2 separate regions of the Mus musculus genome follow, and region 1 is linked to region 2. A link is a contact called in public HiChIP or PLAC-seq data. All regions are on one chromosome and are shown on one strand. The core of a region is the stretch at or near the end of the contact, and the rest is flanking DNA. Distances in the headings are between cores, read along the strand shown. Region 1 has its middle 25 kb from the start of A930005G22Rik. Region 2 holds the start of Coq5 (coenzyme Q5 methyltransferase).

Region 1 (4,931 bases), core at 872-3,371, 120 kb before region 2:
GAGTCAGAGACAGGGGGATGCCTGGGACTTCCTGACCAGCATGTCTGGTTGAGTCAGCAAGCTACTTGTTCAGGGAGAGACCCTTCTCAATGAGGCCTGGACAGACAGCTCAGTGCTTAAAACTCTTGCCATGCAAGTGTGAAGACAGGAGGTAAGGACCTCAGAGCCCACATAAAACCTGGCAAGCCAGGGCAAGCCTTCTCGCTAGGCTAGCCAGAACTGGGCAGTTCCTGGTTCATGCGCAGTCCCAGACTCAGTAAATAATGCTCAAGAGCAATTGAGGGAGGCGTCTGATGTTAGCGTTAGTACATACACACACACACACACACACACACACACACACACACACACACGCATATGTACACACACATACACATGCAGGCACGAGTACACAAACACACAAATGCAAGCACACACACACACACAAGCACATGCATACATACACACACACAAATACCCGCACTTGGGTGTGGGCATACACTAATGCAGACATGAACACACACACACACAGACACACAAACGTGCATATGCACCCAAACACAATGTGTGCACACACATACACATACATTCACGCACTACACACATACACCAAAAAGCCCAAACAAGCCGGGCAGTGGTGGCGCGCTCCTTTAATCCCAGCACTTGGAAGGCAGAAGCAGGTGGATCTTTGAGTTTGAGGCCAGCCTGGTCTACAGAGTGAGTTCCAGGACAGCCAGGGCTACACAAGAAACCCTGTCTCGAAAAACCAAAAAAAAAAAAAAAAAGAAAGAAAGAAAAAAAGAAAAGAAAGAAAGAAAAGAAAAGAAAAGCCCAAACAAAAACAAACAAAAAAACACCAAATAAAAACAAACAAACCAAAAAACCCCAAAATAAAAACAAAATGGTGACTGAGAAAGACACTCCACAGGGACCTCCTAACCTACACGTTTGATAATGCACATCTGCACACACATGTATGCACACATAAACAAAAAAACCATGCTAAGTAAACACAGTTCTGGTTCCCTAGACAGGAAACCACACGTATCTCCCTCTACTTGAAATACCAAAAACTGGGCCGAATCCTGAGAAACAGAAGGCAGGTGAGGAGCTGCGGAGACTGGTGGAGAGGAGAGGAGAGATGGTTTAATGAGGCATAGCTGTCCCCCAGGTGAAGAGAGGCAGGCCTGGAAGGAATCGGGGCTTCACGGCACTGGGAAGAGCCTCTGATGCACACTTTGAGGTGGCTGACTGGGGGCTGGGCGTACAGCCCCACAGTAGGATGCTTGCCTAAGGGTGTTAAGACCCTCGTTCAATGCCCAGTCCCAGGAAGAGAGGAGGAAGTCCTGTTTGCCAAGTATACATGCAACCCTAGCAACAGAGGCTGAGGCGGCAGACGTGGTGGTGGGGGGGAGACATTACACCAAATAAAACACGTACAATGTGATTTCAGGTGCCCACAGATGCCAGGGGCATTGGCTCCTTTGGCGGTCCAGGCAGTTGTGAACTGTCTGATGCACGTGCCAGAATAGAACCCAAGTCTTCCTTAAGAGGCATCTCTGCAGCCCCTTCCTTGCCTTACACAGATGGGATGACACTATAACTTATTGACCTTTCTGGCAACGTATCAATTAGCATCTCAGATCAATATATTTTCCCCCCATCCCTTTTTATTTTGGAGACAGGGATCTCACTATGTAGCCACAGCTGGCCTGGAACTTGCTGTGTGGAACAGGCTAGCCTTGAACTCACAAGAGATCCACCTGTTTCTATCTCCTGAGTGCTGGGGGTTAAAGATGAGTCAAGTATTGGTTCTTCCTGTTCTCCCTGGCTCTTCCACAGTGCTTCTGACCGACCCACGATTTCCCTCAGAGATGAGGTTCCAACTTGTCTGCCTCGAAGCAGGTGACTGACCCCACAGGCTGCCTGCTTTGAGTTAGTCACCCTGTCTTGCAGGACCCAGCTAAGTGTCCAGACTCCCAGATGCAGGACTTCAGGCAGCTACCTAAACTCCGTGAGCCTCGAGTCTTCTCAGATGCCTTGAGGAGAGGCACAGAGCATGCAGGGTACAGCTCTGGGCCAGCTGGTGTCATCTGATCTCTCGGGAAGAAAAGGTGGGCAGGGCCCTGGGTCTGTGGCCACCTGCTTTGGGTAGGGCATTAAAGCTGTGGCGGGGAAGGTGAGGCCCGAGCTAGGCGGCCCTGGGAACCCGGGAGAGAGGCGAGGCTGGAGTGGAAACGTTTAGCAGGAGAACAAACGGGCTCCTGAATGGGAGCTTTTTATTCCTGCCGCACAGGGCTTTGTTCCCCAAACACGTGACACACAAAAGCCTCTGGTTGAATTCGGGAACCCAAATTGGTTCTCAGGTGGGGGAGGAGACGGGTGTCCGGATTTCGGGATTCCTTAAAGGGACAATGCCCTGGTTAGTCGGTCTCAGGGTTCAGTCCTCATTGTCAGGGGAGGGGAGGGGAGGGGAAGGGGTGGGTGTGAACTGGACCTGTGGGGGCGGGGCAGCTGTTCAGAAGAGGATGAAGAGGGGTGGGGGTGGGTTGAGAAGAAGTGGGGAAGAAGGAAGACAGCCCTGGCCCCCTGCCTGAGAAACAGAAAGCATTGAAAGGGAGACGAGAAAGGAGACAAGTTTAAAAAAAAAAAAAAAAAAAAAAAAAAAAACCTGGTTAGAAAGTTCTTAGTGCGTCCACCCGTCCTGCCTGGCCAAGGCTCGCCCTATTTCTCAGCCCCACTGGCTGCTGCCTGCCCTGCAGTTCCTCCATGCCCCAAGCTGGCTCTTGCCTCTGGGCCTCTCTGCCTTTGCCCTTTCCCGCCACCTGACCTGCTTCCCACCCACCCACAGGATTACACTGATCCGGTAATCCCAGCCGCCACCCCCTCAGAGGAAAGAGAGAAACCTGCTGCTATGTATGTCTCATCCATCTTGTGCCTAGCTCTCTCCCCGGAGGTCACCGCAATGCTTCTCACGGCGGGGGTGACACACCAAGACACCATACTGGAGCCTGCCCGCCTGCCCCGCCCCGGCTAAGTGGGGCAAGGGTGGTGGCCACCACTGCGCTAGTCCCTTCTCCGTGGAAAAGCCATTGTTTTAGAGTCAGGTGAAACTTTGTAGGTGGGAGTCTTGGGCAAGCCTCTGACTTCATTTCCTCTCCTCCTTCCTCCACCCCTGCCACTAACTAGCCTAATCTGGCCTTGAACTCCTGATCCTCCCGCTTCAGCCTCTTGAGTGTGGGGATTACAGGTATAGAACACCCTTCTCCGGGTTGATAGGTAATTTCTGAATCAGGTTTTTGTTTACCTATGGTGCTGGAGTCCCAGACTAGGGTCTTGAGTGTGCTAGGCAAGTACTCTAACATATTAGCTCTAACATGTTAACATGTTAGCTCTACACCCAATCCCACTCCAGCCAGCATGACTTGATGGATCCTATTTACAGATGAAAAAAATAGTCTCAAGAAGAAAGAACAGACCCGGAATTTGCAGCCCGCTCTCTCACCCCAAGGCGTGTGTTCTGCTTCTTTGACTCTGGTGCCCTCTCTGGTTTCTGAAACTTGGAACCCTGAGAGGCAAAACTGAAGGGGCTACCCCAGTTCCCTGCACCCGCATCCCGCCCCAGGCCTTGTTACATTGTACTTAGAGAGCTGAGCTCTACCCCACTGGCTCTGTGGTTTCATTACCTTAAAGTTTATAACAGACCAAGTTTCAAGGTGTACACCTTTAATCCCAGCACTCAGAGACAGAGGCAGGACGATCTCCATGAGTTCAAGGCCAGCCTGGTCTACAGAGTTCCAGGACAGCCAGGGCTGTATAGGGAGACCCTCTCTCGAGTTTTTTGTTGTTGGTTTTTTTTCTTTCCACTTGTATATACATGAATTGAAATTTAAAAGTAGAAAAATATTTTTGAAAAATTATATTTGGGGCTGAGGATATAGATTGCTGCTTAGTGTGTACAAGCCCGGAGTTTAATCTCCAGCGCCTCACAAATCCAGGGGTCCTGGGGACACATTCTTGCGTTCCAAGCATTTGGGAGGATCTGAAATTTAAAAGCCATCCTCGGTATTATTGAGAATTAGAGGCCAGCTTGCAGCTACAGACACTGTGACACTGTGTCCAAAAGAAAGAAAGAAAGAAAGAAAGAGAGAGAGAGAGAGAGAGAGAGAGAGAGAAAGAAAGAAAGAAAGAAAGAAAGAAAGAAAGAAAGAAAGAAAGAAAGAAAGAAAGAAAGATTATTTTAGAGTCTCCCCTGTGTTGTCCTAACTGCCTAGGAAGCTGAGGCAGGAGAATGCCCACAGTGGGAGCATGTCTTCAGCCTGGGGGGAGAATCCGGGGTACACCACAGTGCTGGGCTGAAGGGGAGACTCTGGAGTGCCCCGTGCTGAAGGGACTGTCAACAGGTCATTTTCAGCCCGGAGCTCCAGACTGGGCCTTGGGCACAGAGGCCCTCTAAGAAGGTTGTGCCCCCATGTTCCCTCCCTAAGTAGCTAAAGCAAGCTGGTTGTGCAGACCCAGCTTTGGGACGCGGGATCGGGTTGGGATTGTTCCGCTAATCCGCTGAGATCATCAGTTTCTGTGCCCTGTGCTCTGTGCCCTTCAGGTAGCGATTCTGAGCAGCTGCCACTGGGGGCAGGTGGGGGTGGGGGGGCTGGCTTCTATAGGCTTCCTCCAGCCAGTCTTCCCACCTACCTGTTGTCCTAGAGTCTGGCTACCCACCCCAAAATGTCTATCTAAGCTATACCAACCTTCCAAATAGCCACTCATCTTTGAGGCCTTATAACCTGCTCTATTCTGGAAGTAAGAGCCACATCCCTCTGGTTTAGGGGACCACACTGGGAGGTACCTTTGCCCTTTATCATGCCTTCTTAGCAAGTGACTTGGCCTCCTTCTGCCTCTGTTTGCCAATCTGTGAAATGGGAGTGTGAGACTAGTATCTACTACTTCAAAGG
Region 2 (4,476 bases), core at 974-3,473:
CAACATACAAATAGAATAGAATTTTTTTCCAATTTCCATTCAAGAGGTTCTTGAAGGTATTTCCTGATGTTGAAAGCAACGAGGCTAGAAGCTGACCAGGCTACCTCTCCACACTCGAAATGAAAGCTTAGAAAGGGGTGAATCTGCCAAGCCACAGGAAGCATGCTTGATCACTACCCTAAGCTCCATAATGAGGGAAAAAGTGTTCACATCACTCCTGTTACATTTTAAAACAAAAATAAAACAATATGATTCCCCTCAAAACTGTAATTTTTCTTAGGATTTAAAATTTTAAACCAAAATTAAGAACTGTAAAAATGTTAGTGAAATCCCATCTGTTGGACTTTTAAAAATATATTAATTTTTATTTTATGCGTGTTGAGTATTTGCCTGCATGTATGTCTGGGTGCCACATGTGTGCCCATGGAGGCCAGAAGAGGCCTTCGGATTCCTTGGAACAGGTTACAGTCTGTGGTTCTCAACCTCTAAATGCTGACCCTTTAGTTCAGTTCTTCATGTTGTGGGGACCCACAATCACAAAATTATTTTCATTGCTAATTCATAAGTACATAACAGTAGTTTTGCTGCTGTTGTGAGTCATAATGTAAATAACTGGATTTTCTGATGGTCTTAGGCGATCCCTGTGCAAGAGTGACTCTACCCTAAAGGAGTCAAACGTCTTGCTGTTATAGACAATTGTGAACAATCATGTGAATGCTAGGACTGAAGTGCTTGTAGCTGCTAAGCAGTTGTTTTCGTTGTTTAGTTTGTTTGTTGTTTTTTGGTTTTGTTTTTTAGGAAAGGTTTTGAACTTGTGATCCTACCCCAGGCCTCCTGAATGCATGGCACTGTATGTGTCAGACAGTTCTGATGTTTTATTTTTCTTGGAGACAGGGTTTCATAGTGTAACTCTGATTGTCCTGGAACTCTCTATGTAGGCAAGGATGGCCCTGAACTATGTGTGAGCGTGTGTTTTTAAAAGGAGGGGATAGCGTCTTTTTTTTTTTTTTTTTGGTTTGGTTTTGGTTTTTTGAGACAGGGTTTCTCGTGTAGCTCTGGCTGTCCTGGAACTCACTTTGTAGACCAGGCTGGCTTCAAACTCAGAAATCCGCCTGCCTCTGCCTCCCAAGTGCTCGGCTTTTTTTTTTTTTTTTTTTTTCTTTTTTTAGTGTCTTTCTTTAGTAAGAAAATAAGGATGTAAATTCTGTGTTAGACAAGTAGTTACTCTTCTAACTTACAAGTTTATACTTATCTTTGTGGAGGCAGTATCTCTCTGTCTGAGGCTGGCTTCAAATTCACAGTACAGTAAGAGAATTACCTTGTACTTGTAACCTTCCCCCACACACCTGCCAAGTGCTGGGAACACAGTTTACACCACCACACAAATTATGAGGTGCTGGGGATGAAACTGAGCCGCAGGAAGTGACAGGCCAGCAGCACTCGACCAATTGTGCCACAGTCCCAGCTCCTGGCTACCATTTTAAATAGTGCAAGCTTAACCTTAACCCTATATTCCCTCAGAAAAGTAGTAACAACAGTCACTAGTGGGAAACTGAAGTGAGAAATGGGTGGGGGGAAAATCTGTACACGGCACCTGGCATACGTATAGGACAATCTCGCAGTTGACGAGCGTAAAGGGTCATGCTGTGCTTCAAAGAGGGAAAAGCCGGGTTTGGTGGCGCACAGCCTTTAATGGCAGCGCTCCAGAGGCAGAGGCACAGGCAGGTGCATCTCTGTGAGTTCGAGGCCATCCTGGACAGCTCCAGGGCAGTCAAGGTGACACAGAGAGACCCTGACAAAAGGGGGCGCGTCGCCGGGGGCAGCGTCTCAAATGGCTGCAGTGGCAGTGACAGCAAATGAGTCCCCGAAAGGGAAGCTGGGTCTGGGAAGTCAGGACAGTAAGGAACACAGCTCCGGGGCCGACAGGGCATCCAATCAACCCTCAGTGAGAAAAGGAACCCGAACAGGAGCCCGACAGGTCCCTCCATCCACCCTCGCGCCCTCTGTCACCTTTGCTTCCTTTCTCCCCTTCCGACACGGTCTCAAACCCGAAGTGCGTTTCCGCGGCTCGCTTCTCCTGGGACAAGGACCGCGTTCCCAGCGTGGCCCATGGCCAGGATCTATGACACCCGGGGAGCCTGCAGTGTCCCGTGGCTCGCCACCACCCGCGGCCGCAGACGCGCCATAGAACGCAGCACCTGGGCGCCGCCATCGTGACACCCCGGCGACCGCGGGGCGGGGAGAACGTCGGGTTGCGTCACCAGCCGGGTGACGGCGGCCGACAGGAGACACATTAGTGGAACGCACCCCCAAACGCCTGTTTTTTTAAGGAGTCCTCCTGGTTTAGGATTTGGAAACCTGAAAGCCTTTCCTGTGTTCCCTGACTGAATCTAGAGTTTAGCAGGAATAAGCAGAATTCAGACAGAGGCCCTAATTATATTTCAGCGGCCATATTTCCATCCTGTTAGCTAGGACTAAAGACTACTATGGAAAAGACAACTGAATAGACCAGGCTGGCCCGGAACTCGCAGAAATCCACCCAAGTGCTGGAGTGTGCTCCCTCATGCCCTGCAACTTTTGTTTTCTGGTGCAGGAACTGGGTGAAATTGAGGCATGTTGTAAGTTAAAGATCAAAATTACATGATTTGAAAAAAAAATATATATATATGTATACACATATATGTGTATATATGTATATGTATATACACACATACATATATGTGTATATATGTATATGTATATACACACATACATATATGTGTATGTATGTATATGTGTGTGTATACATATGTGTGTGTATACATATATGTACACATACAAACATACATCTAAAGTAAAGTATATACACTTGTGTGTCTGTGGATGTATGTGAACGTGAGTGCAGCTGCCTGTGGAACCCAGAGATGTCAGATATCTTAAAACTGTAGTTTTAGGTGAATGAGCATAAGGATTTGGGTGCTGGTGACAAGCATTATAACTGATGAGTCAACCCCCCTGTGTGTGCCTCATGTGAATATATATATTTTTTAAAGCTGGAACTAGTTTACCTAGTCCAGAGTGTACTTGAACTCATAACATGCCTGGTTAAGTCAGACAGCACAAGCCTGAACTCCTCCCACATCGTTTTAGTGGCATCTGGAATGGTGTGCAGGTTCTAGTGCACACTTGAACAGTGCTGTGACACTAAACTCTACCCGAGTGCCTTTTAAATGTATTTAATTTTGGTTTGTTTGTTTTATGAGACAGGGTTTCTCTGTGTAGCCTTGGCTGTCCTGGAACTTGCTCTGTAGGCCAGGCTGACCTGGAACTCAGAAATCTGCCTGCCTCTGCCTCCCAACTGCTGGGATCAAAGGTGTGTGCCACCACCAACTGGTAGTATATTTAATTTTAAAATAAATAAATAATAATTAAATAAATTGTGTCTTTTTGATGTGTGTGTGTGCATGCACGCGTGTTCTCACACGTAGGCGTGCACATGCCAAGATCCATGTGTGGAGGTCAGGAGATGACTTTCAGGGGTCAGTTCTCCATGGCCCTGGGAATTGAACTCACATCCTCAGGCTTACAACTAAAGCACTGTGATCTACTGAGCCACCTTGCCAGCTCTTATCTTTTATGTTGAGATAGCATTTCACTAAGTTGGCAAGGCCTTGAACTCACTTTGTCACCTAGATACAGGCTTTGAACTTTTGATCTTCCTGGTAGGTGGGATTAAAGGCCTGTATCACTACACAGGGCCTTTAAAAATTTTTTTAAACTGAAGCCAGGCAGTGGTGGCGCATGCCTTTAATCCCAGCACTTGGGAGGCAGAGGTAGGCAGATTTCTGAGTTTGAGGCCAGCCTGTTCTATGGAGTGAGTTCCAGGACAGCTCGGGCTACACAGAAAAACCCTGTCTCAAAAAAACAAAACAAAAAAAATTGATTTTTTTTTATGGTCAAGATAACATATTACAGAACATCTTGTCCAAAGGCAAGTATAGAGATTGCTGAATTCTGCTTGAATGTTTCTGTTTTAAATCCCTTTTAAATGTATATTTTCTGTAAATATTTCACAAGGAGAAGATGCCAAGGATCCTAAGAAAGAAATTTTAAATGAAGAGTGTCTTCTCCATTCAGTATATCCTGACAGATGGACACCTCCTGCACTGGGATCCTCTGCCCCTCGCTTCCATTTTTATCAATGACAGAAGGAAGAAATTATTCATCCACACACTTAGCATTCTCGTGTCTTCATTCTGTGAAATAAAGTTTCACCACAGTATTTTAGAACTTGCTGTACTTCTGTTGTGTGTCAGAGTAGACCTTGGGATTTAGCTGTTCCTTCTGGACATCACACTACATTTTCCAACTGAAGCATGCTCTTCTCTCTCTCTCTCTCTCTCTCTCTCTCTCTCTCTCTCTCTCTCTCTCTCTCTGTGTGTGTGTGTGTGTGTGTGTGTGTCTTAGTCAGGGTTTTTATTCCTGCACAAACATCAT

Evidence for each region. HiChIP or PLAC-seq counts read pairs in DNA pulled down with a chosen protein or histone mark.
Region 1: an H3K27ac HiChIP or PLAC-seq map of embryonic stem cells shows a contact between it and region 2, with 5 read pairs. The contact joins the enhancer-like site here to the promoter of Coq5 in region 2. A contact is called at or near these places in 4 of 39 promoter capture datasets (the C10 cell line, cranial neural crest, maxillary cranial neural crest and 1 more), 1 of 484 Hi-C or Micro-C datasets (nephron progenitors), 3 of 115 datasets of contacts at active chromatin or transcription factors (the SCID.adh cell line, embryonic stem cells and trophoblast stem cells) and 2 of 9 other capture datasets (adipose tissue and pancreatic islet).

What each region holds. Positions count from the first base shown.
Region 1 is chr5:115,401,856-115,406,786 of GRCm38.p6, reverse strand. It overlaps a transcript of Msi1 not described here. Among named protein-coding and RNA genes, the nearest start is that of A930005G22Rik, 25 kb to the left of the region's middle. Within about 2 kb of position 2,121, at least 105 of the 459 cell types and tissues checked have an H3K27ac peak or open chromatin away from gene starts, as enhancers often do. A contact at or near this core is called in embryonic stem cells, nephron progenitors and pancreatic islet, where this site is marked.
Region 2 is chr5:115,277,449-115,281,924 of GRCm38.p6, reverse strand. It overlaps Coq5 (coenzyme Q5 methyltransferase), which reads right to left and starts at 2,223. Exons shown (of 7, transcript NM_026504.2): 1 at 2,011-2,223. The coding sequence starts at 2,212.